Linked DNA regions of Mus musculus: region 1 is linked to region 2. Evidence: chromatin contacts called from public HiChIP or PLAC-seq data. All regions are on one chromosome and are shown on one strand. Each heading gives the region's core, a stretch centred on a gene start, on an enhancer-like site or on the middle of the called end of the contact. The rest is flanking DNA. Distances are from core to core; before and after follow the strand shown. Region 1 overlaps Gm33436 (a long non-coding RNA gene). Region 2 holds the start of Pla2r1 (phospholipase A2 receptor 1).

What was found. HiChIP or PLAC-seq counts read pairs in DNA pulled down with a chosen protein or histone mark.
Region 1: a contact with region 2 is called in an HNF4G HiChIP or PLAC-seq map of pancreatic cancer cells. The contact joins the enhancer-like site here to the promoter of Pla2r1 in region 2. A contact is called at or near these places in 1 of 15 datasets of contacts at CTCF or cohesin (the NIH/3T3 cell line), 4 of 484 Hi-C or Micro-C datasets (adipose-derived mesenchymal stem cells, cortical neurons, embryonic fibroblasts and 1 more), 2 of 115 datasets of contacts at active chromatin or transcription factors (extraembryonic endoderm stem cells and pancreatic cancer cells) and 1 of 9 other capture datasets (pancreatic islet).

Annotation. Positions count from the first base shown.
Region 1 is chr2:60,699,680-60,702,633 of GRCm38.p6, reverse strand. All of the region lies in intron 2 of Gm33436 (a long non-coding RNA gene), which reads right to left. It also overlaps a transcript of Itgb6 not described here. Among named protein-coding and RNA genes, the nearest start is that of Gm33436, 8.6 kb to the right of the region's middle. Within about 2 kb of position 1,418, at least 73 of the 459 cell types and tissues checked have an H3K27ac peak or open chromatin away from gene starts, as enhancers often do. A contact at or near this core is called in the NIH/3T3 cell line, adipose-derived mesenchymal stem cells, embryonic fibroblasts and 2 more, where this site is marked.
Region 2 is chr2:60,552,031-60,554,749 of GRCm38.p6, reverse strand. Pla2r1 (phospholipase A2 receptor 1) reads left to right here and starts at 1,442. Exons shown (of 30, transcript NM_008867.2): 1 at 1,442-1,740. The coding sequence starts at 1,620. It overlaps Gm13583 (a long non-coding RNA gene), which reads right to left. Exons shown (of 3, transcript XR_374557.4): 3 at 1,734-1,962.

The DNA of each region.
Region 1 (2,954 bases), core at 169-2,668, 150 kb before region 2:
AGTAGCTGGGTACACAAAACTCCCTGCTAAGGATGTTTTCTTAAAAATCTGTTGAAGTGGAGATGGATATGAAGATAACAGAGAGAGTGGGGGAGGGGGAAAGAGAGTTACAAGAAACACAGAGGGAGGGAGGGAGGGAGGGAAGGAGGTAGAGAGGAGACAGAGAGAGAGACACACAGACAGACATTTATGTGCTAGCATGAAGTGGGTGAGAATACTACTCCTCACACAGAAAGCCATTAGCGTCCTGACAGAGGGAGGGAACTGTAAGCCAAATGCACCTCTGGAAAGACAAAGGATTGGGCAAGGCAGTTCCTGTGTCTAAGGGGCAGATAACAGAAACCACAAACCTGAGCCAGATGTGCAAGTGAACGTTTTCTAGAAGTCAGACCAGAAGAAAGGAAAAAGAAACATGAGGTACTTGTATCTCATTTGGACCAATTAAAAATGATTTGGATATATAATGTCCTTTTTTAAAGGTGGTCACACTAAACCTTTAAAATTCGATGCACAGCTGATACTCGTACATCTCCACCTTAGACTCTTCACCTCTCATGGGCCCCATGGTTGGTTACATATGGCAACAGCATACTGAACAGACAGTAGAAGGGCAAGAAATGGTTGATCAACTTAAAAGTTTTGCCTAGAAATCCCCCAACCACTTGGTGGGGTTCAGAAGAGAGCAACCCTTATTGAGTCCCAATTCTGTGCTTTATTAAAATATAATAACTTGTTTTATTGTCACTTAGGCATCCCAGCTAAATGGCAGCTAAAGGGTAAATCTGATGAACTGGGCTCACGATCTTGCCTCAATTCCTTCGACCACTGTTGTTTATGCTCAGGGCATCTCAGTCTGCTTCCTCACCTCTAAAACTCGGAGTAACTGTATCTAGCTTAAGAAGCTATTGTAGGGGCTGGAGAGATGGCTCAGTGGTTAAGAGCACTGACTGCTCTTCCAGAGGACCTCAGTTCAATTCCCAGCAACCACTTGGTAGCTTACAAGCATCTGTAATGGGATCCAATGGCCTCTTCTGGTGTGTCTGAATTGAGAGATCGTGTACTGATATATATTAAATAAATAAATAGAAGAAGGAGGAGAAGATGGAGAGGAGAAGGAGAAGGAGAAGGAGAAGGAGAAGGAGAAGGAGAAGGAGAAGGAGAAGGAGAAGGAGAAGGAGAAGGAGAAGAAAGAAGGTGTGTACCAGCACACAAGGCCTTAGGTTCATTTTAGGGTCTCAGATAAAAAGCTAATCCTTGAGACCGAGTCTTTTCAGTGGAGGTTCAATGCACCAGACTATGGGTAAAAATCCTTAGCTACTGATGATGATACTTCACTTGACATGTGTGTACCTCGATTCCTCTTCGTATTCCCTGGGGACTCTTTAATGAGATCTAGCTCCAGCCTGACTCATGCAGATAATAATAACAATAAAGATTATGATTCCATAACCACACATATACAAAGTATGAGACATTATCGCTTCTACCTCAGCAAGTGACAAAATTAGTCTACAATTTTTCCCGGTCCCTGACAAATCTTCTCACCAAGTAACCTGATAGGCTGCATGAACACTTTAATGGTTACTGGCTCAGTTCTTTGATGCACACTGTTCCTGTTTCCAAAGTGCCTTTTTCTAGAGTGTTCCCCAGTCATATCCTGTGGCCTTTCAGGTCAGGTTGACTATGTCAGGCAGGAACTCTTCTGACCTCCAGCATCTATTACCTCACACACTACCTCATACTGTCATCAAACTACTTCAGAGATCTGTTTTTTTATCTAACTACCCAGAGGATTCTTAAAGACAAGGCCCTTGTGGCTACGTGTTTTTTGTACAATACTGTACTTAAAATATTTTATTGACTAAATACATGGATATATTTCTGTGTCATGAGGCTGGGTTTATAATAGATATTTAAGTCCTGTTTAATTAAATAATTTGGGGGTTTGAAAAACTGCATAGTTCTCTTCGAAGCCACAAAGCTCTGCCATGGTTTGAAGGTCTCCAATTGTCTAATTCTCCTGTCTCGGCCACATCTCTTAGACCTCGAATGTGAGTTACTCAGTCTTCCTGAGTTTCAATTTTTTTCTTTTACATGTCTGCTTAAGAGTACTAACACTGTGTGTTATTAATATCTTCGAGCAAAAGAATGAATTATCCTGCAAAGCATATGATCACAGTGAATCAGAAAGCAATCAAACTATATGGATACCGAAAACTTTGGCCCCAGGTGAAACTGAAAAATGAAATTGAAAACAGTGATGCAGCCGTGTGCACCTCTCCTCACTCAGCAAAGCAGCACAGAATGTACAGGGGCCATGAGGAAACTCTCCATGCCCTCAAAGCGATGAGCCACCATGTGTGAGTAAGGCTGAGGAGAAGGAAAAAAATGCTCCTGTGTCTGGCAGGCCAGAGGAACTCCCAGTTCTGGGAAAGATGATCATGACATAGACTTGAGTCACTTCTCTGCAGTTTGTCAATAAAAGCCCCTAAGGGACAGTGTGGACTTTAGAGATAACGTCATGATGACATTCAGGGATCTGTAAGTTCCTGGGGCTCCCATAAGGTTCTGTTCTCCATCTTCACCCTTTTGGAGGTTTTCATGGAGTTGGGAAATTAGCAAACACAGTGAAATGGTGACTGTTGGCAAAGCAAGGCTCCCTTTGAAAGTCTGAGTTTGAGGCCCTTAGAGACTGGATTGAAGGTTTTCATGAGAGCAGGCCTTCAGGTTTATACTTAATTGTTCTGATATGAGACTGCTATCAGAATACACACACACACACACACACACACACACACACACACACACACACACACACCAGCCAGTTCCGCCCTCAGCTGTCACCCTTGTTGCTACTGATAGTTCATCAGGGGAAAAACAGAACATTTGGCCATGTGAGTGTACTACACTCTCCTCCTTCGGCTGCTTGCAAGAGCCTCCTTTGCTCTTCAAGA
Region 2 (2,719 bases), core at 193-2,692:
TGCTTCCTTCAGAGATTAATATCAGCAACCAACTCGGTTATCTAATTAGGCCACATGGATTGCATCTGCCTGCCACAACTGATGCCAGTCATCTTAATGAGGACTGAATCTTCCCACTACAGGCAACATTCCCACAGTAGTGTGGTTCGAGGCCAACAGAGAGAAAGTCGGGGTTGGTGACTGCAGACTGTGTGGTATGCGGTGCTCACAACATGCGTTTTCTGCCTATTGTCAGGAAAGACTTCTGTGTATACTGCTATTCTATAGACTCGAGAAGTACACATTGAGTCTTCTCTCGTCTTCCTCTTCAGCCTTAGTCCTTCAATTTCCTTCTCAGAGGACAACCAGACATCTTTCCTTAAGCCATGCCCCTGATACCTCCAATCCCAAGACTTCTCAAGACTCTCACTGTGACTGAAGTATACACATCTTGCTAGCTCACAGAACTCAAGGCTTACTTAACCTCCACCAGCAAGCTGTCTAGGTTCCAGCAAGACTAAGGCCCTATCTCCCTCCGACCATCACTCCTGGCTATGCATACCTTGTAGGCAGAGGCATATTTCCTGAGTCTGGCACTGTAATTGTCGGTTTTGTTATTGGCAAAGTAAGACAGGTCCTCCAAGATCCCATCATCTGTCCTCCTTTCCCCCAGGTTCCCTTTTACTGTCTTCCCACTTCTGTTTTACCCGCTATGCCAAGGTCTTACTTAGGCAAGGGCCTTGTATCAGACTGCTTGCTCTCTTATGTATTGAATGCTTCCTGTATAATAAATGTTAGTTATTTGGCGGGGAAGGTGGGCAGTTAGAAAGACTGCGACTGGTCACGGTTTGGGCAGCCTGATGTTTTGTATTTATTTGTTGTTGTCTACTAATTTAGGGAGTAAGTTTTGTTGAGTTAAGGAGTAACCGAGATCCAGTCACACACCTTTCTGACTGGGTTCTTCAACTCTACAGTGTGGGATATTTGATTAGATGAAGATGATCTAAGAAAACGGAAGCCTGGGGTTATTTTAAAATAGGATAAAGCTGGATACTGAAGGTGACTTCTGGTTACTCTGGAGCAATGTTGAAGACCAGGTTGGGCCCCTAGGTGTCTCCTGTGCTCTGCATTCCAGAGGCATCCCGGGCCTGAGTTCACCCGGCAGCTCTTTTGACTCCTCTGCCGGCAGCCAAACCCTTGCAAATCCAGTGGGCAGGTTTCTTCTCCTGGAGAGGATTAGCTCGCTCACCCACACTGGGGACGGGTGACCAGGAATTGCAGCAAATCCGAGAGAGAAGTTTGAGCACTCATGGAGCAGGGAAGGGGAGCCACGGTGCTGCTTTAGCCCTACTTTCTCCTAACCCCAAAAGGCCAGAGTGTTTAAGCTGCACAGGGCCCGGCCCTTTTTCCTGCTCCCTCCCCAAAGCAGTGTGGGCGGGGCGGCGAAAACTCCGCTATTTGCGTCTCCACGCCCAGAGTCCCAAGTGTACACGCTGTGGCGACAAGGGAGGCGAGTTCATCTCCAGGGCTCTGGGATGGCGTGGTCCTCAAGAAGAGTGGTAGCTTCTCTTGCCTCCTGCAGCCTAGTCCAGAGCAGGGGACACGGTTCTGATTCCCGTGGGTGTCACCTAGCGTGCCTGATGGTGCAATGGTTAGCGATGCTGCAGCTGCTCTGGCTGCAACAGCTGCTGCTGCTGGGGATTCACCAGGGCATCGCCCAAGATTTGACTCACATCCAGGAACCGTCCCTCGAGTGGCGTGGTGAGTGTCCGCAGCGCCGAACTGGGGGCTGATTGGCACCCGGGACTCGGGGCGGAAAACGGGTAGGAGTTGAGCAAGACAAGTAAGAGCAAGGCCTAGTTTGTATTGTGGTTGCTTGTGTACTGTCCCGGGGCAGATGGGACAGTCTCTTCCGCACATCCTCTTGTCCTCCAAATTAGGGCGAGGTAAGGGGCAGGGTCTTGCCTTCCAGGCTTGCGGGACCTAGGAGAGTAGAAATAGTTTCAAAATGCAAACTTTACACGGGTTGATTAAGAGGGTCACCTTTCAGATAATGCTGACAAAAAGATGTCTTCTTTCATTACCTTCCAAAGGGAGAAGTTGGATCTACATTCTACAGATAACCCCCAAACAGGCCTGTCTGCTACGCCCCTTGGGGAGGCGGGGCTCAGTGGGGTGGACAGCGATGGGATTTGTACCTTCTGGTCCTCCGTTTCTCTAGGCTGAACAATGGCTCTATAATATTCATGAACCACTGACAAATAAGTTACACAGCCCCCGACACGCGTACAAACTGATAAATGCAGCATCGGTTTGAGCATCAGCCCACATACAGTAAGGCCCCAACGTGAGCATAGAAGGAAGCCCAAGGAAAAGAATCAGTGTCCGCAAGGAGCAACTCAGGCCCGAGTCTCTGAGACATAAAAGGTGTGTCCCTGAACGCGTGACTGTGCCGTGATCAAAGGCAAGCAGGTGGCCTTAAACCAGAAGGAGCCTCCTGGCAGCTCCTGTGCGTTCTGTCCTAGGAAAACCTTTGGCGAAGAGGCATAAAACAAGATGTAATCCAGTTCTTTGTTCTTTTATTTTTCCTTCAACATATGCACACATTTTTAAGTTGTTTTTTTTTTTTTTTTTTTCCCTCAGTTGTACTTCAGAGCACTCTAGGGGCTTTATCCTCACCAAGGCTAAACCACACCAGCTCTTCCTATTCTGGAGCAGCCAGAAATGCTCTTAGGTATTT